Linked DNA regions of Mus musculus: all the other regions are linked to region 6. A link is a contact called in public Hi-C, HiChIP or PLAC-seq and promoter capture Hi-C data. All regions are on one chromosome and are shown on one strand. Each heading gives the region's core, a stretch centred on a gene start, on an enhancer-like site or on the middle of the called end of the contact. The rest is flanking DNA. Distances are from core to core; before and after follow the strand shown. Region 1 holds the start of Cyren (cell cycle regulator of NHEJ). Region 2 holds the start of Nup205 (nucleoporin 205). Region 3 holds the start of Stra8 (stimulated by retinoic acid gene 8). Region 4 holds the start of Cnot4 (CCR4-NOT transcription complex, subunit 4). Region 5 holds the start of 1810058I24Rik (RIKEN cDNA 1810058I24 gene). Region 6 holds the start of Akr1b3 (aldo-keto reductase family 1, member B3 (aldose reductase)). Region 7 overlaps Cnot4 (CCR4-NOT transcription complex, subunit 4).

Region 1 (3,735 bases), core at 841-3,340, 560 kb after region 6:
GACACTGTCTCAAAAGCAAACAGAGGACATAGCCAGTACAGGCCATCAGGCCAGAGCCCAGTTTGTACATGAATGTGACTGGGGCTGTGACAACTACGTAAGGAACAGGAAAGAGCCAGCAAGTGTGGCCCTGAAAGCCTCCTGCCCCTGTTTCTGAGAGAATGGCTGCTCCCTCCCTCCTACTTGATAAGCTCTCCCCGCCCTGACTACCAGCATTCACCCGTCACTTCTGCAATGTCAGATTTCTTGACTGACTGACTGAAAAGCCCTGTGTACAGGAAAGACAGGCACCACTCAGGTGACTAGACTTCAGATCCATTGATCTTGCTTTTGTCACCAATGAAGAAGAGATAAGCACTTTGAACAACTGGTTCCTGGGGTGTAGGCATGGTTTGTAGGCAGAGCTCACTGCCTGCATCAACAGCTAGACGGCAGGACAGAGCTCACCAGCACACACTCACGTGGTGGTGCTTCTCTGTGAGGGGCAAGCTGAGAGCGATGGGCTCTGCTGGAAGGACGGATTTCATTGCCCCGCCCACTCTGACAGACAGGCCAGCTAGCTACCTTGTTGCTGCCCCCACTCTCTGGGCCCAGGCGGCTGTCTGCTTCCTTGTGGCTGTCTTCACTGATACAACCTTTCTCTCATCCACAGGGGCTGTCATCCAAGAGGGGAGGACCCTCGTTTTGGTCTTGGATTTTAGGGTTTCCATGGCTTGCTTCTCTAGAACAGGACCAAAACTCACACTCTCTTGTCACACCAGGCTCATCTGACCCCAGTGGGTGCCGATCTTCAATGCCTACAAGGAGGAACCAAGTCAGTAGATTCTAGTAAGTCAACGCTCTTCCAACTTACCAGCAGTAATTACTAGTCAGTGTAGGGCAGACCTGAGGTGACCCAGAGGTGAGCAGAGCCCAGAAGGCCAAGCCATGTACACTGTGTCACATGGAGGACTAGCAGCAGATAGGACATGGGGCCTGCAGACAGATATCTGTAGCCCCTCCCCTGCTCTGTGCCCCACACAGGCAGTTGCAGCAACAAGAAATGCTTTCCTGTCATTTCTACAGCCCAAAGGAAGGAAGAAAGGGGATTCTGGCCCAATCGTCCATCTCCATCTATGTCACAAACTTCTCACCTCTACTGTGATTTGGTTACTGTTAGCATGCTAACGTTCCTTCTAGGCTCCACTCAACTACCTAGCAACAGCCAGGTACAAACCTGGCTTGCTATAAAAGGACTATCTGGCCTCTCTCATGCTCTCTGAACCCCCCTCCCCACTTCTCTCTCCACATGTTCCCTCTTCTTTGTTCCCTTTCTCTCTTTCTGTCCCTCTCTCTCTTTCTGTCCCTCTCTGTCCCCTCTTTCTCTGCCTCTACTCCCTTCTCAACCCCCCTTCTCATGTCCCCAAATAAACTTCTTTTTATACTAGACCCATCATATGGCTGATACCTGGGAGTAGGAGGGGGTTCAGCTTGGGCCCGCTTAAGGCACCCCCTCCCTCCCTCCCATACCACATTTTACAAAACATATCAATTACTAAATCCCCCAGGCTTTCTAATTCACACATTTCAATGGGCAGTGCTCCCCCTGCCCCCAACATACACCAGTAGACAATTTTGGCTCATCCAGAATGACTGTTTATAACTTCATTTAAACCAAACAACTTGTCCAGCCACAGAACAGAAGTCGATTAAGAGGAATACCATCCAGTGAGTGACAGTGTACAGAAATGAGTCAGACCCGGCAGTACATGTGTATCATGTCCATTTTATAGACGAGAAACAGACGTGGTTAAGAATTAGCGTGCACAAAGTCGTAGAAAGCTGGATATCGACCATCGAGCCAGCAGCCAGGTCCTGCCCGCCGCAAGGTTTCTGGAGCTCAGCGCTGATCGGGTCGGGCCCGTTGGGTCCCTGGAAAATCTCACCCAGAAGGCACACGCGGGACGTCGCTGCACTAGCGCGGAGCTGGCCGCGCCACTCCCTCCCTACCGCAGAGGGCGCAGAGCCGGGGGCCTGGGGACAGGATGGAACCGTGGGCAAGAGGGGAGGGCAGCGCTGCGGTCCTTCCCGTGGGTTCCGGGGATTCAGAACTGCGAGACGCGCACGCATCCCACCGCCCGCCCCTTCCGGCTCCTGCGCGCTCCCGGCGTGCGCGCTCCGGACCCGGGCGCTGGCTGGCCGCTAGGGCCCCGGGTGCCCCCTGCAGACCGCGGGTCACATCCGCAGGCTCCTGTTTCTGTCAGCTGTTGTGACGGAGGCGCAGCCGTTGGTTCTTAGCGGCCAGAGTCAGTAACTAGGGGAAGCAAAGAAAGGTTCCCTCTGCAGAAGTGGAGGAGGCGCCAAGCTAGCTCCCAGGTGTCCGGAATCTTTCAGCTAAACGCATGCATGATTTTAAGGCAACCTGGGTGGTTGGGGAAAAAGCCAAGGAAGACGACTGAAAAAAACACAGTAGGAGGCCCTCACAGGGGAGGTTCTTCTCTGGAGCGCTGGAGCAAAGGAAACCTCAGATCTGATTCTGTCTGCCCCCAAACGGAGAAATCAAGAGTGACCAAGTTCGATTTACAACAGCAGGTCAACACCGCACTCTGGACTGGGGCACCCACAGCTCCCCTATTGAGCACGGTTTCTCCATAGCCTTTCCCTAATGCTAATCCTCAATCCTAAACTGATAGCTCGGACCAGGAAATTAAAGGCCCCAACTCTTAATGGGATAAACCAATGGCTTCCAATCCCACAGATGACCCCTAGAGTCATTTTAGCTGCTCTTGAACCAGGCCAGGCTGCCACCTTTCTGGGAGGGCAGCCCCTAGCTGTCAAGAAAGTAGCATTCATTGACTGTAAATAGGGCGGGCCCTCTACCTCATCTGATGTGAGCCAAGCAAGCCTAATGCTGGGTGAGAGGGCATCCTTCCATTCTTGGATTCCTTTGATTCTTAATAACTCTCCCGACCCTGCACATCTCTTAAAACTTCTCCATGGCCACCCAGCAAATAAGGCTAAAGACCTGTGTGGCTGCATACAGAGCCTGTTGTCAGCAAAGACCCCAGCAGCAGGAGGGAAAGACCAAGCTAGGAGACTTGCCTGTGCTGGAGTCCACATGGGTTTTATTATTTTTAAATTGGCAGATAAATTTATTGGCTATAGTAACAAGTGTCCGTCAGCTTCATTTAGTCAGCAGGCACTGTAATCGTGACTGTACTTCCAGACCCCACACCGAGCTCCTGGGCATGGGTTTGGGGCTCAGCAGAGACAGGGCCCCAGGGCACAGGGAGGGAAATGCAGACTTGCACCTGCCAGGCGAGGTTCTCAGCCCCCAGAAGAGTGACTCAAGGTTTGCAGTGTGACCTGCCTTCTTGGTTGTGCCCCACAACACCTTCACTCAAGGACAGCAAAGGACAGAGCCCTACTAAGGCCCTCAGGGGTTCCAAAGAGGCGCTTTGAAGGATGCATTCTTCCTGGGAGGGGTTGGGGAGGAACAAGCTCTGGAATGTTCTTTCTGTCTCTGAGCCTTAAAACCACTGGTTCAGCAAGTTGTGGGGAACATGCTGGAAGAAAGAGCACGCCATAAGACAGGAAAACCAGAGGAAATTAAATCACGGGCTCCTGACTCAGGCGGAACCCAGGCCCACAAAGCTGGGTGAGGCAGACGATGAGGCTGTGTGTCAGTCGGAGTGGAGACACGGCAGAGAACGGACTGACCCCTTCATGTCAGTGTGGACGTGGGTAAACACGTGA
Region 2 (3,675 bases), core at 584-3,083, 860 kb after region 6:
GAGAGAACCTTTTAATGGTTTTAAGGATGTAACAGCAGAGACAGTTCAAAAAGGGTGTCTCACAGCTGACTTGAAAAGAAAACCAAACAGCCTGCTTATATAACCAGAAGGGGTATTTGGTAAGGTTGTTTGCACCAACCATAGCACAATCCTTCATGCAAATGAATTACATTCTGTACCAATCACAAGTCCTCTGATGATCGAACACCAGGAAGAGTGCTCCTCCTATAGCCTGCTTGAAAATGGTCACAGGGTCACTGGGAGTTCACTTAGGCTAGTCTAATTCCAGTGCATTCAAAGGCTAGTACAGGCTGTGGAGTGACCATGACTGGAGCATGTCTTCAGCTGTGCAAATGTGAGCATATCCCCAGGGTGTCTGTAAACTCTCCAGAATAGCAGGGCTGCTGTAAGGGCAGTCTGGTCAGTCGCTAGTGAAAGAGGTGCTTGGCTTAGAACTCTCCATTGAAGGCTTCCAAATATAAGCGAAGAGCTTTCAAGCAGATCGCTACTGACATCAATCATTCACAGAAATCATTATATTTTACAGTAGACTTAATGAAAGCTTAAGACAGAATTAGTACTTCTAACGTATGTAGAAGTTACTTAGTAGGCTTTTTAGGTTCTTATCTCACTAGCCCGCTTCCATTCTATTCTGTAACGTGTTTTTCCTTTCTTTCTTCTTTTTGTTTTTTTGAGACAGGGTTTCTCTGTATAGCCCTGGCTGTCTTGGAACTCACTCTGTAGACCATGCTGGCCTAGAACTCAGAAAATCTGCCTGCCTCTGCCTCCCAAGTGCTGGGATTAAAGGCGTGGGCCACCACGCCCGGCTAGCAAATTTTAAATTTAACGAGTAAGTTTAGTAGTTTTGGTTGCTTAGGTAGAAAAAACATTTGGTGTTTGTGAAATTTATGTCGAATTTGACTCAACATGTTGGGGATGAGGAAGCAAATGGGTGACACTTTTGAAGTCAGGCAGGCAGTACTCAAATTTTGTCGCTGTCTGTAATTTTCTTTTTTTTTTCCAAAGATTTATTTATTTATTATATGTAAGTACACTGTAGTTGTCTTCAGACATCCCAGAAGAGGGCGTCAGATCTCATTACAAATGGTTGTCAGCCACCACATGGTTACTGGGATTTGAACTCAGGACCTTTGGAAGAGCACTCAGTGCTCTTAACCTCTGAACCATCTCTCCAGGCCCTGTCTGTAATTTTCGAAGCACAATGTGATTATGTCTACAGAATATACTTATTAAATAGAAATTCCTTAATCACTTACTCACTTCACTCTACTCTCTTAAGGTAAGGGGGATGGCTATTCAAATAAAATTTAACTTGAAATGAAGGTCATGAGAATTTTTTCTCTTTTTTTTTTTTTTTTTTTTTGAGACAGGGTATATAGCCTGTATAGCCCTGGTTGTCCTGGAACTCACTTTGTAGACCAGGCTGGCCTTGAACTTAGAAATCCGCCTGCCTCTGCCTCCCGAGTGATGGGATTAAAGGCGTGCGCCACCACGCCCAGCAAGAACTTTTTCAGTTTCACTGATTTCCCTTTTTTGAACACTAGTCAACTGCACGGCTCACTCGAAATAAAACTACGGGTCCCATGATGCATTGCACAGCTAGTCTCCGAACCGGCTGCCCTCGGCTTGTTTTAACGGTAATGGTCGCAGTTAGACTCGATGGCCCTAGGCCAGAGCAGGGCGGGGAGCCTTGTGCACACCCGCTCGAGCCTCGCATGGCGTTCTCGGAGGCCCTGGGGACGCCCTTGTGTTCAGGCGTCGACGCGGGCAGGCCCTCGGGCCCGGGGTCCTCCCCGCGGCAGGAGCGCTCTCTCAGTCCTCCTCCAAGATGGCGGCGCTGTTGGCGGTAAATTCGGGTGAGCGCGGCGGGCCCGCGAGGGACCCGCGGGGACCCACGGGGGGCGGGGCCGGCGAGTGGGGAGCGCTGGTGCAGTCGGGCCGTTGGCAGTGCGGGCGCGAGCGTGTGCGCAGGGCCCGCTCTCGCCGCGCTCCGGCCTGCAGCCCCGCGCCGCCTCCGTTTGAATGGCGCGCGGCGCGGCGACAGTTTGGCCCTCGAAACGGGCGTGTGAAGGGGAGGCGGAGCGGCGGGGTCCCGGGCAGCCAGGCGCGCGCCCCCGAAGCCGCTTCGTCCCCCCAATATCCTTCAGGTGTAGGCAGGCCATCTACCGCCGAGGTACGGCTCAAGTCCCGGGCTGTGGGACCCAGGCGAGGCTGGAAGGAAGCTGGTCTGGAAGGGGGCCGTGGGCCGGTCATGGGGCATGGGGGTGAGGAGGTCTTGCCAGCCGCGAGGCGGTGCCACGGGCTCAGCACGTGCCGCCCTGCACCGTTGTCACAGCCACGGCGGACGGTGACATCGCTGTGAAAAAGCTGGGGCTGGGGTCATCTTTGGTAATTGGAACCCCTCAGAGATGCTTGAAGAAGTGGATGGGTTTTGATTTGTCCTGGTTCCAGGAACACGGTGCCGGTCGTTAGTGGGGAGGACTTAGATGTCAAACATTTCGTACGAGGTCTGGCACTCCTGAACACGGCTTTAGACACTCGATTCATGAGTACAATTAAGAGGCAACATAGCAAACGTTTACGGACCATCTTTTTCAGCAGGACTGTTTTGTTTTTAAACTGTTTTTGGTACTGGTTCTTGCCAGTTTACCAGTATTTTTTGAAAATTACCTAAATCTGAGTTTTGTACATAAACCATCTCAGAAGTGGTATGGTAAATTGTTCTGTAGAAATGAAGTTTTCTGTTGTATTGACAACATATTGTCTGCTCACTGGAGCAAGTGTTAGTCTTGATTGTTGAATCCCTTTATACCTGGTGTATGTGTGTATTTCATTTATATATTTGGAGTAATGCAATTAAATATCTCAGATTTAATTTGGAAGCAAAGACTTCCAGTGATTACATAATTTCTCCAAAATTAAACAGTTAATGCCTTTTTTTTTCTTCCCCGCCCCCCCCCCCCCCCCAGGGTTTCTCTGTGAAGGCCTGACTGTCCTAGAACTCACTCTGTAGACCAGGCTGGCCTCAAACTCAGAAATTCACCTTCCTATGCCTCCCAAGTGCTGGGATTAAAGGCATGCGCCACCACTGCCCAGCCAGTTAATGCTTTTAAGCACAACTTTATGACATTACATCATGCTTGTCCCCCCTCAAAGTAGTTAAATTAAATGCACTACTAGATTTTTTGAAAAGCCAGGCTTCCATGTAATAGTTCTGTTACATACATTTATAGCATATAATATCCTGAGTTACCATTAAACACAAGCCACTGACAGTTGTCACTAGCTCCCAGGAGTATAGTGTGTACAGGAGAGCTTTGATTGGCCTCAAGAAAAGAAAGCATTTTAAAAAGCCAGGAGTCAGTCAAGAGAGTTATTTTTTGTCACCTTTGGGAAGAACTGAAGCATCCATAGATGAATGGATGATGAGTGAGTGAGTGGATAAACGAAACATGATGAACACACAAAGGAATATTACTCAGTTTTTTTTTTTTTTTTAAAGATTTATTTATTAATATACATAAGTACACTGTAGCTGACTTCATCTGCACTAGAAGAGGGCGTCAGATCTCTTTATGGGTGGTTGTGAACCACCATGTGGTTGCTGGGATTTGAACTCAGGACCTTCGGGAGAGCAGTCAGTACTCTTACCCG
Region 3 (3,821 bases), core at 534-3,033, 600 kb after region 6:
TTCTTCTGTGGAAGTCAAAGTATGGAAGGAAGCACGCATGTGTGTGTGTGTGTGTGTGTGTGTGTGTGTGTGTGTGTGTGTGTGTGTGTGTGTGTGAAGTAGGCAGGGGAATGGCAACTAAATTAAAGGCTGAGACCTGTCAGAGGTCAAAGTTTGCAAACCTCCACATTCCTCACAGGTCAAGGACAAGGCTCTCCAAGACAAAGGTTCACAGTTTCAGTACCCGTTCTGCACCCAGTAGCCCCAGCAGCAGGTACAGAGGTTTAAGCAGAGCCAGGAGAAGGACCATAGATGCAGGCCCGGGACCACCTGGAAACCCACAACGAAGGCCGCCCGAGAGTCAGAAGGGATAGGTCATGACCCAAGCAGAGCGTGGAAGTAAAAAGATACTTTTAAAACTTGCCTCCAAGGGGGTAAGGTGTAGCTGCTCTTTGGACCTGGTACAAGCCTTTGAGAGAGGCCCTGCTGCCATTCCTGTCCTCAGCACTCTTTTCTGTATCGGTCTGGCAATTCACTACAGTGTCTTACAAAGCTCCAGCTCCTTTAGCCAGCCATATCCCTGATAGTTTAGAGGGGAGCTGGTAACTGGGTCCCCACTGGTCCCCACTCCTGTACCTTAAGCATCAGATCTGTTTTCTGTCAGGAGCAAGAGCCTCATTTCTAAGCTCAGGTTAGCCACCAACTTCATTTTTTTTTTCTTTCTGGGCTACCTGATTGCTGCGACTACAGCTATGATCCACCATTCCCACTGAACAGTTTTCATTTTGTTTAAAATCCACAATCTACCAAAACCATTTGAAAGATGACACCAGGACTCGCTAGAGTCAAATTTAAGGTACCCTGTTGCATACTTTAGAAAGGGGCTCCTTTCTAGCCAGTCACAGTCACCGTGAGGTAGATCCCGGATTGGAATCCAACTTCTGGTGCTACCAAAGTCGTGGCTGCAGCTGCTACCTCAAGTGACCTCCGTTTAACCTCTGTGGAGGGGCGGGGGCGAGGATGGTGAAGCAGCTCACCTCAGGTCAGACTGCAGGAGGCACCCTCCCTCCTATTCACAGGCTGAGCCTCTCCCCTTCCAAGGGGCTTTTGCTTGCTTTCCTTTCTCTACAAGAGTGCGCTCCTAGTGTGCCAGTTTGATATGGTGGCGCTCGTAGTGTGCCAAACTGATGTGGTGGTGTCAGGACCATTGCAGATATCTCAAGATGCGAGGGAAAAAAGTGGTTTAAAGATAATAGCACATCTGATTTGAGGCGGAAAATGAGTTGTAGTCCCTCAACCTGGAGAAAACTTGTTGCTTACTACAAACAACTCAACACATCCTCTCTCTCTCTCTCTTTTCTTCTCTGCATTTTAAGTCCACCTTTAAGGTTCTCTTCTCTGCTTTTTTAGTTGGGAATCCCCTATTCCCCTCTCCTATTTTGTACCTATTCCCTCTCACATCTTCATTTTTCTCTTTCTTTTCCTTGAAACAGGGGACTGCTACTGGGACCTTGAAGATGGCTCCTCTATATCTCAAGAGAAAGTTATAGGTGGCATTGCCCTGGTTGAGGGGTGTAAGAACTGGCGCTAGCCGCCTGGATGGGGTGAAAAGGTCATCTTGCTCCTTCCACACCCTCTTGCAACCTGTGGCAAGTTGTTACAATGTTTTCACCAATGTCCACGCTCCCCATTGGCGCCCCACCATGCATCCCCATTGGTCATGGTGGCAGTGACAGGGCTGTGATTGGTTCGCAGCCTGGGGTACCAGGTCAGTTTTTTACCTGAGGCAAGAGCCTCTCTTCTTATTCTGCGACGGGCAGTCGTGAGTGACTGACTCGTCAGGGCTTCGTGCAGTTTCCTGCGTGTTCCACAAGTGTCGAAGGTGCATGGTTCACCGTGGTGGCCTTAAAGGTAAGTACTCTCCTACCGTTTGTGTTCTGAGAGTAAAAGTGGGTGCTTGTGAATGCATGCCCTGTCAGTGGATATTTAATCTGTTTGCACAAGTTTGTGTGTATGTGTGTGTGTGTGTGTGTGTGTGTGTGTCACCGGCGACTTAAGTGCGTGTGGGTCACCCGTGACTCCTAGAGTGTATGGGGAGGGTCAGCCGCGACTCCTAGAGTGTGTATGTGTATCGCCGTAACTCCCAGAGAGTGTGTGGGTCAGCCGCGACTCCTAGAGCTTCTGTGTGGATCACCTGTGACTCCTTGAACTTGTGTGAGGGTCATCTGCGACTCCTAGAGCGTGCGTGGGGATCACCCGGGACTCCTAGAGCTTGCGTGGGGATCACCCGGGACTCCTAGAGCATGCGTGGAGATCACCCGGGACTCCTAGAGCGTGCGTGGGGATCACCCGGGACTCCTAGAGCGTGCGTGGGGATCACCCGGGACTCCTAGAGCTTGCGTGGGGATCACCCGGGACTCCTAGAGCGTGCGTGGGGATCACCCGGGACTCCTAGAGCGTGCGTGGGGATCACCCGGGACTCCTAGAGCTTGCGTGGGGATCACCCGGGACTCCTAGAGCGTGCGTGGGGATCACCCGGGACTCCTAGAGCGTGCGTGGGGATCACCCGGGACTCCTAGAGCGTGCGTGGGGATCACCCGGGACTCCTAGAGCGTGTGTGTAGGGGTTACCCGGGACTCCTAGAGAGTGTGTAAGTCACCAGTGACTGCTAGATTGTGCTTGTGGATCAACCACGACTCCTAGAGAAGGGGGTGTTACCCGCTACTCCTAGAGGATGTGTGTGGGTCACCTGCGACTCCTAGAGGATCCGTGCATCACCCGCGACTCCTAGAAAACGTGTGGTGGTCAGCTGCGACCCCTACAGCATTTGTGGGTCACTTGAGACTCCTAGAGAACGGGGGGGGGGGGAAGGGAGTGGAGAGCGGAGTCAGGGGGGAAGTCACCTGCGACTCCTAGAGGATCTGTGCTGTGTGTCCTCCTCGACTCCTAGAGCATGCATGTGTGGGTCACTTGCGACTCCTAGAGGATGTGTGGGTCACTTGCGACTCCTAGAGGATGTGTGGTTCACTTGCGACTCCTAGAGGATGTGTGGGTCACTTGCAGCTCCTAGAGGATGGGGCGGGGGTCACCAGCGACTCCTAGAGGATCTGTGCATCACCCGCGACTCCTAGAGGATGTGTGTGTGTGGGGGGGGGGTCACTTGCGACTCCTTCGGGTCACTTGAGACTCCTAGAGAATGGGGGGGGGTCACTTGCGACACCTAGAGGATGCGTGTGGGGGTCACCAGCGACTCCTAGATGATGTGTGGGAGTTGCCTACGGCTCCTAAAGGATCTGTATGTCACCTGCGACTCCTAGAGTATGGGGGGGGTCACCCCGACTCCTCGAGGATGTGTGTGGATCACTTGTGACTCCTAAAGGATGTGTGCTGGTCACCTGCGACTCCTAGAGGATATGTGGGGTGCCTGGGACTCCTAGAGAATGTGTGGGGGTCACCTGCAATCCCTAGAGGATGTGTGTGTTGGGCCACCAGGAACTCTTAGAGGATGTGTGTGTCACCCACGACTCCTAGAACATGCGTGGGTCACTTGTGACTCCTAGAGGATGTGTGGGCCACCCGGAACTTATAGAGCATGTGTGTGTCACCTGCGACTCCTAGAGCGCATGTGTGTGGGTCACCTCTTACTCCTAGAGGATGTGTGTGTGGATCACCCACGACTCCTAGAGCCTGTGTGGGTCACCTGCAACTCCTAGAATGTGGGGGAGAGGGTCAACCATCGACTCCTAGAGGATATGTGTTTTACTCACGACTTCTAGAGAGTGTGTGGGTCACCCATGACTCCGTGTGTGTGTGTGTGTGTGTGTGTGTGTGTGTGTGTGGTG
Region 4 (3,785 bases), core at 293-2,792, 820 kb after region 6:
TATTCTGATAACTCCTATCCTAGAAATGTCAAAAGAGGGAATTTCCCAGATCAAAAGAGAGGGGGGAAAAGTCAAATTTGCACCCATCACAAATAAATGTTATCAATTAACATAAACATCAATATAACGGAGCCAATAATTGATACAAAAGGAATCTGTAACCCACATACAATCAAAATACCATCTGTATTTATTTGCATGTGGTGTTCGGGGATGAAGTGTGTGTGTGCGCGCTAGATTCACCTGGTTTTGAAATTCTAAGCTGATCTTTATGGGTATAATCAGAGACAACATCAAGTGTCCTGAGGAATGGCAATTCAGGAGAATGCTGAGTAGCACGGAGAAGGTCGAAAATGAAAAGAGGGGTAAAAAAGGATAGCAAATGAGCAACAAAAAGATCAAAAAAGCAAAACATTCCTTTCCCGAGTAGCCCGAAGAAAGCTCTTTTCTCTTAACGTTAATAGTCTCCCACTCACTTCATTCACTTCCTAACTTCCTTTACTTTTCAAGGAACAACACGGGGCATCATCTCCCCTATCCTGGAGTGTGTGCTCAAAGAGTCTGCATTGGAAAGAGGGAAGGAACCGACAATTCTCAAGTAGGTTAAGAAACAGGTGGGTTATACGGAGCAACGGAGCAGCAACATGATTTAGATACTCACGAGGTGGCTTTAAGATGACAGATGCGGTTAAAGGAGACTTGCACATCGGAATCAACTCGGGTCTGGCAGACAGACTGGGGGCTGACTGCAAGCACCAGAGGGGAGCAGAGGCTAGATCCAGAGCAGCCTTTCTGGAAGGGATGGGGCAAAAAGGGGCAAAAAAGCCCACCAAGCAGGACGGGTGGGCAGTGAGCAGCAGCACCCGTCAGAGTGGAAATGATGGCTCTGGCTTGGGAGACCGGGGCCAGTAGGAAAGGACGTCAGAGGGGAAAGGAGGCTGGGGAAACAGGAGGACCAAGACCTAAGGATACTGTTGCCAGAAAAATGCGGGGAAAACTGGTGATGAGAAGCCCTCTTGGGTTCTCAATTGAAGAAATTCTCCAAGGAGAGCCGGCGCTCGCTGCCGCGCTGCCTCCAACCCGGCTGCCTTTTCCTGGTGATAACTGCTGTGGCGTAGAGGGGAGAGGGAGGAAGAAGAGGAGGAGGAGGCAGCCAGAGGAGGAGGAGGAGGGTGAAGACGAGGCGGGCGGGGGTGGGGGGGTGGGGAGAAAGGGGGGTGCGGCCTGCACAGTCCCAGCGAAGCCTCCGCTCTCTCGTAGCCGGTCAGCGCCGGGTTTCCCCTAAGCCCAGCCCCGCAGACACTCACCCGCCTGCCTTGCCTCGCTTTTCTCTTAGCCGACTCCACGCGTTGCCGAGTCCTCACAGGAGACCAATGAACGAGAGTCGGCGAAAAAACTCTTCAGAACCGGGCCTGACTGCTTCAGTGAGTCCGACCTTTACGGCTGAGAGAGAGACTCTCAGCTTTCGGTGGGTTCCACGGCTAGACGGGCCACCATCTTACATTAGGGTAAGACTCCTCCGGCCTCCGCTGCGCAGGCGCATGCCGATCCGGCTGGGCGGGGCGGGGGAGGGGCGGGACAAGCGGCAGGCGGGCGAGTGGGAGGTTGCGGCGGACTGGTCCACTGCACCCTGGGAGTTGTAGTCCTCCGATAGTAACCGCCCCGGGGCAGGCCGGGAATTGAAGTCATCACTAGAGAAGGCGCTCGGGAACTCGTTCCTCACGTGGCTACTGGAGCGCCGGCTTTCTTCTTGTTTTGCTTCCTCTTCTGCCCGCGTGTGTGGCTACTGTGTCATGTGGTCGGCGGTTTTCACTAATGTTAGCTGAAATGTAGGAAACCAAAATTCTACGAAACTTAACTGATTCGGAGGAAGCTAGGACGTGTCTTTTTCTGCCCCGCCCGCCATAGATAGGTATCTGACGGGGGCGGTATGGTGGTAGAATCAGGTTGAGCATTGCAAGAGCGCGGGATTTGATCTAGAGTGGGGAGTTGATACTTTTGGAAAAGTGAGCGTTAATTCGTTTCCCGGTCTTTGCACGTCCTTTACCACCAGTACAGCTGAGCTCATCCTCCTTACTGGAAAATCGCCAGTGAAGAAATACCTGAATTGCCATGTGCACATTTCTCAAGAGAACGCGGGCAGTCAGAGTAGCATGAGTTGCTGATGATGTGAAAGCATGTGGACTTACCTGCAAACTGTTGCTGGCTGCACAGAACTCTTCCAGCCTGCACAGAAGTGTGCGTCAGGTTCGCAAACTGCACAAGTAAACACGTCTCAAAGGACATAATACAACCGCAGCCGGTTCGAGCACCGAGAAATTCTAAATAACAAAATCAATTTACTGAACTTCCCGGGTTGCCTCCCAGAACTCTGGTGTAAGTGGCGCTCCTGGAGCGGTCGATTCTGTTTATTGCCTATATTCTTCATCTATTCATATAAGTGCTGAGCTCCTTGGTACCCAGTTCAGTGCCATATGCTGGGAGCATACAACAGAGACCAAAAACACAAATCTGTCCCCATTCTAGGGTGTGTGCATGTAGTGGGGTTTGGAGAAGTGAAAGGAACCAAGTTTTCAAATCCAGGATTAAAATACGTAGGATGGGACTGTGGATGTCACACAGTGGTAGGGCGCTAGTCTGGCACACTTGAGGCCTGAAAGCAAAAGGTTTAAGGGGAGGATTTAAAACAGAAAAGGGAAATGTAAGGAAAGAAATTGAAGTTTTAAAGTCTCAGTCTCGCTGGACGTGGTGACACAAGCCAGGACTCTGAAAGCAGAGGCAGGTGTATCTCTTTGAGTTCAAGGCCAGCTTGGTCTACAAACCATGTCTAGAGGCAGAAAAAAAAAAAAAAAAACCACAAAAAAGGCAACCAGACCAGTTTCTTTGGTGTAAGAGAGAGGAAATGTTGGGGGGCAGGGGGAGGGGCATAAAAATGACTCAACTTATTTTACACAGGAATGAAATTGCTAAAAATTATATATGTGTGTGTGTATGTGTATACATATATATACACATACATATATATGGGTGTGTATGTGTGTGTGTGTATATATATATATATATATATATATATATATATATATATATATATATCACATTTGGGCATAGTGGTATGAGACCTTGTCTCAAAGTAAAAAAGTTAGGTGCTGGAGAGACAGTTCAGTGGCGAGAGTACAATTCCCAGCCACCACATGGTGGCTCACAACCTTTTGTAATGGGATATCTTCTGGTGTGTCTGAACAGAGCTACGGTGCACTCACATATATAAAATAAGTAAATACATTTTTTTTAAGTAAAAAAAGTTAAAGCCTGGAACGTAACTAAATGATAAAGTCCCTCCTGGCACAAAACCCTGAATTCAATCTTCAAAGGTTAAAAAAAAAAGTTACAGAGTAATATACAGTAAAATTATCTATATTTCCATAAACATGATTGCTCTAAAAATATAATAAAATGGTTATTTGCTAGCACTTGGAACAAAATCTTCATGTATGTGAAAGTTATGAATACTAACTGATTGAAAGAAGTGTGTTTTGGTCTCTCTCCGGTAGGCAACACGCATCTACCCTTAGTTACACCACTAGATTATTTCTTAATGTGCTCCTCATTTGTTAGAACTAAAAACACCAACAGCTTCGTGTTCATGTGTAAAGCAAGTTAGACTTTGGATAATTAGATGTAAGTTGTATTCAGATAACCATACACAGGTGTTTCATTTAGCAGTCATGAGAGACACAAAGTGGTTCTTCAGATAGAATTCTGAAGACTGGCTCTCCCGTTTCTGC
Region 5 (3,416 bases), core at 786-3,285, 940 kb after region 6:
TGGAACTCACTTTGTAGACCAGGGTGGCCTCGAACTCAGAAATCCGCCTGCCTCTGCCTCCGGAGTGCTGGGATTAAAGGCGTGAGACACCACTGATCAATTGATCAATAATTAAGAAAATGCCTTGGGGCTGGATCTTAGAGGAGACACATTTTCTCAATTGAGACTCCTTTCTATCTGATAACTCTAGTTTGCACCAGACTGACATGAAACTAGCCAGTGCATTGTGTTATTATTATTTTTTAGGGGTAAAAGTGATTAAATAAAAAATTCAGAATGCCTCACCCCACTTTCTCTGCAGCTATTAAAGTACACTGGGTTATTTTTTCTCAATTTAAATACATTTTAGTATGCCAAACCTATTGACCTTTCCCTTGGTGGTGTGTGATCTTTATGTTTTATTCTATTTTTTTCCCCTCTAATCAGCTCTTTTGTCAGTTTAGCAGATGAGTTGGGAGGAGGGAGAGAAGTAATGAGGTGGATGGATGGAGAAACACAGAAATGGAGGGAAATTCTGAGAGAGGGCTTGACTAGGGATGGTGGAGGAGAAAGTTGGTTGGAGAAGAAAGGGAGACATAGCTAGAGGCAAGGACATCTGGGAGCTCAAAGAACTTGACTTTGATTGAGCTGGGAGAGAGAGAGAGAGAGAGAGAGAGAGAGAGAGAGAGAGAGAGAGAGAGAGAGAGAGAGAGAGATATTTTCCTCTTTTGAGGAGGGGAGAGGCAGCAGAATGAGATACAGGGGCCCAAAGGGCAAAGGAACAAAAGGTTCGGGTCTTGGTTAGGGTTTTACTTTTGTGAGGAGACACCATGACCAAGACAACTCTTAGAAATGACAACATTTAATTGGGGCTGGCTTACAGGTTCAGAGTTTCAGTCCATTGTCACCAAAGTGGAAGCATGGCAGTATCCAGGCAGGCATGGTGCTGGCAGAGCTGAGAGTTCTACATCTTCATCTGAAGGAAGCCAGAGAGCATCCTCAAGCTGCTAGGAGGAAGATTTCCAAGTCCATCCCCACAGTGACACATTTCCTCCAACAAGGCCACACCTTCTAATAGTGCCACTCCCTGGGACGAGCATATGTAAACCATCACAGTTCAGGTAACCAAAATGGCTGGATTATATAGGGAAAAGCCTCATCGGGAAAAGCAGCCCAGCCCCTGAACTGGTGAGTTTAGGGTAGAGGGCTGCATGTGCCAGCCACACCCTGTAACAGGCCGGGACTGAGGGATGCTGGCGAGGACCAGGAGGCCAGGTCCACTTTGATATGTTAAGTAGTCCTCTGCCATTGTCCCAGGGTTAACAGCCCCACTAGGCGCAGCTGATTTGTTTTTCTGTTATTTGAAGCCAGAGTACCCCTTAACTAGATAAAGGTCAATTCCAAAGACTGAGAGCAACATGAGAAGGGTGGTTTCGATGTGCTTGTGTATGTGGGTGACCAGCAGCGCGACCGGACAAGAGTGGATTCATCTTTGGCTCCTGCATGGTAGATGATTCGCGCTCCACTTGAGGAGGAAGTAAACTTCAGATAGGTTGCTGGTGGCTGCCAGCAATCGCTACTTGGATCCAGTCGTGCCAGACTCCGCAGACCTCTCTCCATCATCTATCACGTGGCTGAGGACTACCCTTAACTAGGCTGCATAGCACACTTGTGGGCTTTTGTGAAATGGAACCTTTTCCCCCTTTTCGTCTGAGAGTCGGCTGTGGTGGAGATTAGTGTGGACTTCATAAAGGCTCCCAGGAGAGTGAGTTGTTCACTTGGCATGGCACCCGCTACCTCACCCCCACCCTGGTTTAGTAGGTAACACAGCCACGTCTGACTGTATTAATACAATTGCCAGCGTCCTTGTCACCCGGAGGCTTTGGTTCAAAGAGGCCTAGGTTTGCACCTCGCCCTCTTGCTTCCCGAGATGGCCGTCAGAGGGCGCTGCGGCTCCGCGAGTCGCTTCCGGGAATGGAGAGGGCGGGGCAGGGCGGGGCGGGGCGTAAACCGGAACCTGGCAGCGGGTTCCGCCCTCGCGCCGGGGAGGAGTCCCGGAGCCGAGCTGGAGCTGGAGCACCTCTCACACCCTCCTCGCCCTCCCCACCGACATCATGCTCCAGTTCCTGGTGAGTGGGGCCTCGGAGGATCGGGCCTCGCGGTCGCCTCGTTCCCCCGGGGTCCCGGGTCGGCGGTGCACGGCTCTGCAGTTGGGGCTCGTCGCCCTCGGGTTTGCTCGCGCAGTTTTCCTCTGGCCTCCTCCTAAGTCCTTGGGTCTTTGCCTGGGTTTGTTTATATGTAGTCCTTCAAGTTCCGAAAACTTTGGGGTGTCAGTGATATGACTGCGTTTTCAAAAAACCACTTACTGTGAGCTCTTGGCGAAATCTTCGCGGTAAGTTGGGTCGGAGGAGTCATCAAGATGACTTGGCTCCTGTCCTCTCCACGCGACTTCCCGTAGACCCCCATCTATTATATACGGCTTATTTGAGGCCTCAGAGTGCCTTTCACACGCCGTGCATTAGTCAGCCACATCACGAGGTCGCAGCGAGAGATCCACAGTGCCCTCCCTCTTCAGACCTTTACAGATTGCCCGCTTTGAGGAGTGAGTCAGACTGCCCTGCGAGTAACTCTTGTAAAAACCTGCCCCTCCCCACACCCTTTCAAGTCTCCTTTTTGAGTTAACACGTTTTTCTGGCAAAAATCAAGTATTTCTAAAATTGCCTGTTGAGGATTCTAGGAAACTTGCCAGTCAAATTTTCAGATGAAAGTTTTCAAACACTTTCAGATGAAAGCGTTTCATCTTCGAATTCTAATAAAGCAGATATCTTCTTTCTTTCCCACGGTCAGTGGCTACCTGGTGCTCCGAGAATGAGTATTGTTTACATAAAACTGCCCTACAAAGACTCAGTTGCCTCTGGGGTTTCTCTAGTGTCCTAACTAGGCCTTAGTTTAGGAGGTAGGAGTAATTAGCAGTAATTTACTTGTTAGGAATCACTTTTAAAAGCAGCATCAGCCAGCTAGTGTAAGGTGATAGGATTGGCCCTTCCACTGCATTTGCTGTTCATTGATAAGCAGGGAGAACATTAAATCGATTACACTTAACCTTTTAAGTGCTTTGCTGAATGAGGCTACCTGGTGCGGGACTAGCGCTCTGTACTTAAACATGGGTTTTGATTGGAAAATTCAAAATTTTCAACATTTATGGAGAGATGCTGAAGCCGACCATTAGATGCTTAGCTAGGATGTAACTGATGTTCCTTCTCTTGCCCTGGGTCTGTCTCCTCTTCATTGCTTTTGTTGGGAAAAGTGGAATCAGATGTACAGAGATGGAATCAACTTTCCTCTTGTGGAACTTGGTCAAACACTGCTAGTTTCTGCAAATCTTGCTTTTTACATTAGCCGTTTCAACTGTTTTCTAAATGGTTAAGAGTTTAGAC
Region 6 (3,601 bases), core at 452-2,951:
TGTGTCATCACATATGCAAGGAAGGGAAATCTGGAAGTCTGGACTGTCCTCATGTCCATTGCTACCCTTTGTCCCTCCACACTCTCTACCCCAACCTCCCCGGGCCCCGAGACACAGGCGGACATTTTCTTCACCTCCACCTAACTCAACATGACTTTTGGATCCATTCTGAGATCCAGGCACAGTGGGAAGTAACAGAAATGTCTGAGAAGAAACCAAAACGATCTATACATACAAATGTATGTTATTTTAAACAAACACCCAGCTCTCTGAGGCTGTCACATGCGCTCTAGCCACTGGCTTATGAATGCTTACTCCTTATTTATCTCAGAACTGATCTCAAAATGCTGGCCCATGAGACGATTTTTCTAAAGCGATGAGCTTGGTTTTTGGAGAAATGGGACAGAATTAAAGTATCATCATCCTACCCATAATTTGGGTCATGTATTATAAAACTACTGTAGTTACATGTGCCTGTGTGTGCTGTGTCCAGTAGCTGTGTTTGCTATGGCAGGGAAACCGTCTTTCTTATCATTCCACCACACCGAATTCAACCTGGTATCACGGTTGTAATTCAATCATACCTTTGCAGTCACCAAGGACCCTCTGTAAGGAAACAAAAGCCGCACTTGCTAATCTACTGGCTTAGATACACGTTCTGAGAAAGACAAGTCTATGACCTGTTTCTTATTCTCCATTTGCATTACCCGTTGTTTTAACTGTAGTTTGGGTAGAAACAGACTCTGTCTGGTTTCAAACCATTTAAATTCAACCCTACCTGATTTTCTCTTACCTTCACTGTGTCTAAGTGCCCAGGTCCACCATACTCAAGGTTCTTAAAGATCGAGGTCACAGCATCGGTCTATAATATATAATACAACTACCCTGCAAGTAGCTTAAGAGCTAGGTTTTTCTGCTTCAGCAATAACACCAAAAATTGGTTCCTTAGTTGCCAAATAATCAAATCAGTTATAATTTTTGGTTTTTAAATATCGGTTCTTTCTTTTTGTATTTCACTATGATGTATCTGGCCCTCTTCTCAACTCTGCTGTGTTGTGTTGAGGTTTTGGGGATATCTCGCCTGAAGTCTTCTTATTAGTGGGTGGCACCCAGCAACGCGGAAGTCAGATTAATTCTCCAGGAGTTCCGCACCCATTAAGAACTGCACTCAGAGACTTAGAGGACAGAGAAACAAGCTGGTTCCTGGCAAGCTCTCGCCTGCTAATTTAATTATCTCAGGCCCATTGGCCCAAGTGGCTCATTCCCGAGAGGGCAACATCTGCGCCAAGTGAGGTCAATTCACTCGTGAGGCTGGGGCGCCACAGGTGCCAGATGACAAATCTAGGGCTCTGCTTCAATCCCTCTCACCCGGGTCACCGTGGGTGTGTCTCCACCTGGGGCGCCCACGCGGACTCGAGCGCTGCTCGCCCGAAGCCCCACACGCCGGGCCGCAGCCAGATACGCTCACAGGCCCCGCCACGCGAGCCCCGCTCCGCGCAGGCCGCTCAGGGTCACCCAGCGGGCGGCGGGTCGCACCCTGATGCATGCCTACCTTCCAGGTGCCCAGGCCCAGGGTGGGCATCTTGGTGCCGTTGTTGAGTTCCAGATGGCTGGCCATGATCGCTGCACGTTACAAACCCGGACCGGCAAATGTGCAGCGCTGGCTCGGGCGCGCACCTTTAAATAGCCCCAACGGCCTGTAGAAAGAACGCCTGCCATTGGTTGCACGGCTGAGAGACGGATCCTTCTGATTGGTCGATGCCGCGGTTCTGAAGGGGTCGGCGAGGATGCTTCTTTCCCTAGGTCCTAGCGGCACGGAATTCTCCAGCTGCTCTGCTTGCGCCCCACGTGGCAGTGTTTGCCCGCTGTTGTAGCACCAGACGGAAAGCTCTGAAAATAACCAGCAGACTAGAGATAAGGAGACTGGGGAGAAGTTTTGGTTTCGTTTTCGAGCCCAGAAGAAGACGTCTGTGTCTTTTCTAATCTCAGAATGACACTCTTCTGGAATCTTACACATCTTGCTTTGAATCTGATGGAGCAGATAGGCGTCAGGTGTATTTAAGAGCGTTCCCCCCCCCCCTTAGATTAAAAGTTAAATTTCAGGTGTACTTAAGCACTCCCATCCCCGCTATTAAAATGATTGCAACCGGTTTTGCAGAGAACTACGAAATACCCGTTTGTAGTACCTTTCTACCACTACCGGTGTCTGAACATGTTTAGTCTGGTTCAACAAGACTTGATGCAAAAATCCATAACCGTTAAGCTATGATCTCCCATAAGTTTCATCTCTGGATCACACATAAGTGATTTTGGAAAGTAAGACTCTTAAGCGGAAGGTTCCAGTATAATAAGTTGGCTAAACTCTGGAGGAAAAGTGAAAAGTCAGAGAACAAAAAAGTGAACAATCCCATAGTAGGAAAAGTCCATTCTCATACAGCAATGATTCCATGTTAGGGGGTACGAAATAAATCAGTTGTATTAGGTAGAAAAACAAAAGACTTTTCCTAAAATAATCTGAGTTGCCCCAAGAACTATGACGGCAATTTTGGCACTCGTCCAACACCCCTCTGAGTGATGGTCTGTTTCATTCCAGTCTCCTTCTGCTGGGTCATGCTCCAGTTGCCCCCTGATTACGCAACAGGGACAACTGCATCTGCAAGGTAATGAGTCAGGAACCCCACCTCTCTAAATCCCATTCTGGTGATTTTCCAGTCGGTGCCCTCTTAAAAAGTGGCACTTCTCCACTCCCACCCCAGGGAAAATTTATAAAGAACAGATATTTTCCACTTGAGTTTTATTAACAAAACCAATCCCCACAACTGGTGGCATGTGGAAATTCTGGTGTACTTTTTCTCTAATTAATAGTATTTGAATTTGAGTCTAGTTCTGGGGATTTGGTTTGTGTAAGATAACAGGTGACCTGACGCCCACCACTTGTCCTCTGTGAAATCCCTCTTGGCATAGAGACTTCTCTGCCTTTTGAACCTCCTGGGTCCAAACACAAAGAGCTGATTGATGTCTTGTGAAGTGATGCTCTTGCTCTGTGTGGCAGCTCACATCTCTTTACTTGACATTAAGAAAATAAAGGGGAAAGGACCGAGATGTTGTAGTCAACCTGGTTGCTAAACGAGATCCTTTCTCAAAAGATAAAAGAGGCCTTACCACCACCACCGAAGTGTGCGTCTTTACTGACAGGTGGCATCACAGAGGAGTCATCACCAGCTAGGGAAATGCACTACGTAGCAAAAGCTTTGTTATTGCAAAATAAACTAAGTATGTTTGACCCTCTAAAACACAGTATTTTGCCTGGGCCAGTCAAATGTAGAAAGGCACACCTGTGGAATTCTCCTATCAATCATGGCACTAAAGATGAGACACTGTTACAATAGTCTCCTGGTAACTCCTGTTGTTGCCTCCATAATCTTTATAAAATTTATTGGGCATGTATCATATCCTTCTTTAAAGAAGAATAAAGTAGGCTGGAGAGATAGCTCAGCGGTTAAGAGCACTGCCTGCTCTTCCAAAGGTCCTGAGTTCAAAATCCCAGCAACCACGTGGTGGCTTACAATTGTCCGTAATGAGATCTGATACCCTCTTCTGA
Region 7 (3,879 bases), core at 614-3,113, 800 kb after region 6:
CTTGTTCAGATGTGTTCTTTGGATTTGCTTAACCTTCCTTTACCACTCATTCAAGTATTACCTTTCACAACTCTAAACAAATGGATCTCACTCCCATTCTTTGACTACTGGTTTTCTGAATTCCCATAGTATTCTCCACTGTGGCTCTGGTGCCTGCTGGTTTACACTATTTTGTTGCTGTTTTGGGGTTTTTTTTTTGAAACAGTGTTTCTCTGTATAGCCCTGGCTGTCCTGTAACTCACTCTGTAGACTAGGCTGGCCTTGAACTCAGAAATCCTCCTGCCTCTGCCTCCCAAGTGCTGGGATCAAAGTTGTGCACTGCCACTGCACGCGCTGCTTTACACTATTAAACCACTGCACAAAGCATTCCTCTTGTACTCCATGATACCTTAGGGATACAGATTTCTCTCTCACTTATTCCCAACAATATGCTTAATATATAGTTCATGGAAGTGCATTTCTTTAAGCACAGCACTGGGGAGGCAGTGGCAAGTGGATCTCTATGAGTTTGAGGCCAGTCTGGCTTATACAGCAAGTTCCAGGCCAGTCAAGGTCATATAATGATACCCTAACTCAAAAACAAACAGACAAACGAACAAACATGTAATTATTCAGGAATGGGCATCTAAGCCAGTGATGCAGCATTTGCCTGGCATGGGCTCAATCCCAGGTACTACCCCCCAAATCAGAGCAAACTAAATCAAAACCAACCCCAACCACCCTCAGCACACACACACACACACACACACACACACAGAGAGAGAGAGAGAGAGAGAGAGAGAGAGAGAGAGAGAGAGGGAGAGAGAGAGAGAGAGAGAGAGAGGGAGAGAGAGGGAGAGAGAGAGATGGTAGGGGGAGGTTAAAAAAAAAAAAAAAAAAAAAAACAAGCTACCAAAGCTTAACCAGGATAAAACAGATAATCTGGTTACTCCTATAACCACTGAAGATGTAGAAGCCATAATTAACAAGTTTCCCAAACAAAGATCTCTTGGCCCAGTCAAATTCATTTTTGCTAACTTAGCTGAGAATATAACTCAGTGGTAATGTGCTTGCCTGGCATGTGCAAAGCTCAGGGTCTGATCACCTATAGTGCAAAAGAAAGTAACAATAATATTATAATGATGACGACAAAGATACTGTAAACAGAAGAAAGGAAGGAAGGGAGCGAACTTCAGAACAGACATCCCTCACGGACTTATATATAGAAATCTTGAACAAAATATTATGAGGTTAAAACCCAGGAATGTAAAGGGAAGACTGTAAACCATAACAAAATGGGATTTGTTCCAGTTATGCAAGGCTGACTCAACTTTTATTTTATTAAAAAAAATTGTATGTAATGGGTGTTTTGGCTGCATGTGTGTCTGTGTGCCAAATGCACGCCTGGTACCTGCAAAGCTAGAAGAGGATGTTGGATTCCCTGCTCTGGAGTTATGAACAGTTGTGAGGTACCATGAATGACCTGAACATCAAACCCAGGTCCTCTGGAAGAGCAGCAAGAACCCTTAATCACTGTCTCAACTCATGAAAACAAGAAAAACAAGAAAAACAAAAAAGTCCACGATGGATCTAGAGAAATGTGTCTACGGTCAAAAGTACTTGCTGCTTTTCAGAGACCTGAATCTCGTTCAGAGCACTCATGTAGGACACAGCTCACAGCCACCTTCAGATGAAGCTTCAGGTGACCTGACACTGTCTTCTGGGCTCCAGAAGCACTGCACCCATGAAACACAGACACACAGTATAAAACAGAAATAATATTTAAAAATCGTTTTAGCAAATCTCACCATGGCCTGGGGCACAGGCCTACCCTAGTAAAGAACACTTGCCTAGCATATGTGATGTCCAGGTTTGGGGAAGGAAGCAGTACACACTTCTGAGCAAACTAGGAAAAGGAGGGTAACTTCCTCTCAGCCTGACAAAGAATGGGGAAAAAAACACCCAATAGTCACAGCTAAGAAGCTGACATCACACTTAATGATAAAAAGCAGTATCTTTCCTAGTAAACTCAAGTCCAAAACAAAAACTGTTCTCACCAATCTTACTCAACAGCTGTGGAATGCTACACAATAAAGAACAGAAAATTAAAAACCACACCAAACTGGTGAGAATTTTTTTTTTTTTTGCAAAGTCTTTATTTGCAGATGGTATAACTATTTAGTTACTAAATAAGTTCAGGGAGGTCACAAGATGCAAGATCAATATACAAAAATTAAACACATTTCTTTTTTTTTTTATTTTATTTTATTTTATTTTATTAATATATGAGTACACTGTAGCTGTCTTCAGACACTCCAGAAGAGGGAGTCAGATCTTGTTGCGGATGGTTGTGAGCCACCATGTGGTTGCTGGGATTTGAACTTTGGACCTTTGGAAGAGCAGTCGGGTGCTCTTACCCACTGAGCCATCTCACCAGCCCCTTAAACACATTTCTATACCCTAGTCACAAACAAACAAAACCACATGTTTTATATTGCTCAAACAAACTAAACTCTGTGCAGTGATTATTCGTGTCAGCTTGACTACATTTGTAATCCCTTATGAAACACACCCCTGGTTATATTTATAATAGTGTTAACAGAGAGGTCTTACTAAAGAAGAGACAGTCACCCTGCATGTGAGCAGCAGCATCGCCTGAGTTAGCATCCCCAACGTAATTAAAAAATCGAGAAAAGAAAGCAAATTGAGTACCAGCATTTATCAGTCTGCTTCCTAATGCCCACAATATGGCCAGCCACATCATGCTGCTGCCCCTTCCCTGAATCATTAACAATATACCCTCAAACTGTGAACGGAAATAAACCCTCCTTCCTGAAGTTGCTCTTGTCAGGAGTTTTGTCACAAGGCACCCAGTCTACCTAGTGTGGTAGAGGCCTAAAGTATCATGAGGAGGATTAAGGGAGTCCAAACATCTTACCAAGAGCCCATCTTGAAAATTAAGTAAGAAAGAAAAGCTTTGGATACTGGCTCAATGGCAGAGTGTATTCCCACTACCTTTGAGGTCCTTAGCTACAAACTGATAAAAGAAATAAAAGATTTAAATAACTCAAGAGCCTTAGCATGCTTATTGACTGGAAGGCCTAATACAGTAGATACCAGTCATCATCAAACTCTGCTACAGGAATAATGCAATTCCTAGAAAAAAAAATAAATAAATAAAACAAAAAACAGAAAAGCGTCTGCAGATACAGATGGAGTTTATCATAAACATTATATGGTAAGGGGAAAATCCTAGGAGACCTAAAGCAGTTTTGTAGAGTCAGCCAAGTGGGAAGAATTATTCCACACAATGTGGGTCCAATAGAGAGAGAGATACACAGACTGATGAACAGAGTAGAGACCCCAGAAACAAAGGCTGCTCAAATATGCTCAACTGATGTTTCTCACCTTGACACAAGAAATTCAATGGAGGAAAGAAAGGCTTTATAACAAATGATGCTGGAGCACTGGGGTGGAGTGTGTAATCTTACTATGCAGAAAGCATTCAATTAAATCAACTTGAAATGGACCGCACATTTAAACCTAAAGTATGGTGGTGAGGCACTCCTATAATCTTAACACCTAGGAAGCAGGAAGAAGGACAAGTTCAAGGCCAGAAAGTGTAACGTAAGAAGACTCTGTCTCAAAACATCATCACCCTTCCCACCACCACACACAAAATAAGTACATCGCCACCTCAGCCCTAACCCCTTAACTTAAAGAAAAAACTCAGAAACTCAGCAGTAGTAAAAGTTGCTTGGGGAGAAAGTCTTCTCTACAAACTTAAAACCTCATCAAAACTTAAAAATTTCATGAAAAAAATTAATCAATCTGTACTACAAGAGATAGAAGCCCCACAGTTCCCAGATTAAAGTGTAGACTGGGGCTGGGAATAAACTG

Evidence for each region. Promoter capture Hi-C pulls out the DNA fragments that hold promoters and counts their contacts. Hi-C and Micro-C count contacts between places; a contact is called where the count stands out from the background. HiChIP or PLAC-seq counts read pairs in DNA pulled down with a chosen protein or histone mark.
Region 1: a contact with region 6 is called in an H3K27ac HiChIP or PLAC-seq map of extraembryonic endoderm stem cells, with 5 times the contacts expected there. The contact joins the promoter of Cyren here to the promoter of Akr1b3 in region 6. A contact is called at or near these places in 8 of 39 promoter capture datasets (the C10 cell line, cranial neural crest, hippocampal neurons and 4 more), 7 of 484 Hi-C or Micro-C datasets (the Ba/F3 cell line, CD4 T cells, CD8 T cells and 3 more), 15 of 115 datasets of contacts at active chromatin or transcription factors (bone marrow-derived dendritic cells, bone marrow-derived macrophages, craniofacial prominence and 11 more) and 4 of 9 other capture datasets (adipose tissue, embryonic stem cells, liver and 1 more).
Region 2: a contact with region 6 is called in a Hi-C map of CD4 T cells, with 2.4 times the contacts expected there. The contact joins the promoter of Nup205 here to the promoter of Akr1b3 in region 6.
Region 3: a contact with region 6 is called in an H3K27ac HiChIP or PLAC-seq map of embryonic stem cells, with 6 times the contacts expected there. The contact joins the promoter of Stra8 here to the promoter of Akr1b3 in region 6. A contact is called at or near these places in 3 of 39 promoter capture datasets (embryonic stem cells, pre-B cells and stem cell-derived epiblast-like cells), 14 of 115 datasets of contacts at active chromatin or transcription factors (the 230-238 cell line, acute myeloid leukemia, bone marrow-derived macrophages and 6 more) and 3 of 9 other capture datasets (embryonic stem cells, liver and macrophages).
Region 4: a promoter capture Hi-C map of pre-B cells shows a contact between it and region 6. The contact joins the promoter of Cnot4 here to the promoter of Akr1b3 in region 6. A contact is called at or near these places in 2 of 39 promoter capture datasets (liver and pre-B cells), 2 of 484 Hi-C or Micro-C datasets (CD4 T cells and regulatory T cells) and 2 of 115 datasets of contacts at active chromatin or transcription factors (the 230-238 cell line and bone marrow-derived macrophages).
Region 5: an H3K27ac HiChIP or PLAC-seq map of microglia shows a contact between it and region 6, with 6 times the contacts expected there. The contact joins the promoter of 1810058I24Rik here to the promoter of Akr1b3 in region 6. A contact is called at or near these places in 3 of 484 Hi-C or Micro-C datasets (CD4 T cells and CD8 T cells) and 1 of 115 datasets of contacts at active chromatin or transcription factors (microglia).
Region 7: a contact with region 6 is called in an H3K4me3 HiChIP or PLAC-seq map of bone marrow-derived macrophages, with 4 times the contacts expected there. The contact joins the enhancer-like site here to the promoter of Akr1b3 in region 6. A contact is called at or near these places in 2 of 39 promoter capture datasets (liver and pre-B cells), 2 of 484 Hi-C or Micro-C datasets (pro-B cells and regulatory T cells) and 1 of 115 datasets of contacts at active chromatin or transcription factors (bone marrow-derived macrophages).

What each region holds. Positions count from the first base shown.
Region 1 is chr6:34,875,975-34,879,709 of GRCm38.p6, forward strand. Cyren (cell cycle regulator of NHEJ) reads right to left here and starts at 2,091. Exons shown (of 4, transcript NM_001135611.1): 1 at 1,926-2,091; 2 at 565-797. The coding sequence starts at 710.
Region 2 is chr6:35,175,783-35,179,457 of GRCm38.p6, forward strand. Nup205 (nucleoporin 205) reads left to right here and starts at 1,834. Exons shown (of 43, transcript NM_027513.1): 1 at 1,834-1,877. The coding sequence starts at 1,850.
Region 3 is chr6:34,919,165-34,922,985 of GRCm38.p6, forward strand. It overlaps Stra8 (stimulated by retinoic acid gene 8), which reads left to right and starts at 1,784. Exons shown (of 9, transcript NM_009292.2): 1 at 1,784-1,890.
Region 4 is chr6:35,132,195-35,135,979 of GRCm38.p6, forward strand. Cnot4 (CCR4-NOT transcription complex, subunit 4) reads right to left here and starts at 1,543. Exons shown (of 12, transcript NM_001164413.1): 1 at 1,308-1,543. It overlaps Gm33046 (a long non-coding RNA gene), which reads left to right and starts at 1,337. Exons shown (of 5, transcript XR_868974.2): 1 at 1,337-1,508; 2 at 2,054-2,376.
Region 5 is chr6:35,250,675-35,254,090 of GRCm38.p6, forward strand. It overlaps 1810058I24Rik (RIKEN cDNA 1810058I24 gene), which reads left to right and starts at 2,036. Exons shown (of 3, transcript NM_001384235.1): 1 at 2,036-2,108. The coding sequence starts at 2,094.
Region 6 is chr6:34,315,788-34,319,388 of GRCm38.p6, forward strand. It overlaps Akr1b3 (aldo-keto reductase family 1, member B3 (aldose reductase)), which reads right to left and starts at 1,702. Exons shown (of 10, transcript NM_009658.3): 1 at 1,553-1,702. The coding sequence starts at 1,618.
Region 7 is chr6:35,111,773-35,115,651 of GRCm38.p6, forward strand. All of the region lies in intron 1 of Cnot4 (CCR4-NOT transcription complex, subunit 4), which reads right to left. Among named protein-coding and RNA genes, the nearest start is that of Gm33046, 20 kb to the right of the region's middle. Within about 2 kb of position 1,864, at least 1 of the 459 cell types and tissues checked has an H3K27ac peak or open chromatin away from gene starts, as enhancers often do. A contact at or near this core is called in bone marrow-derived macrophages, where this site is marked.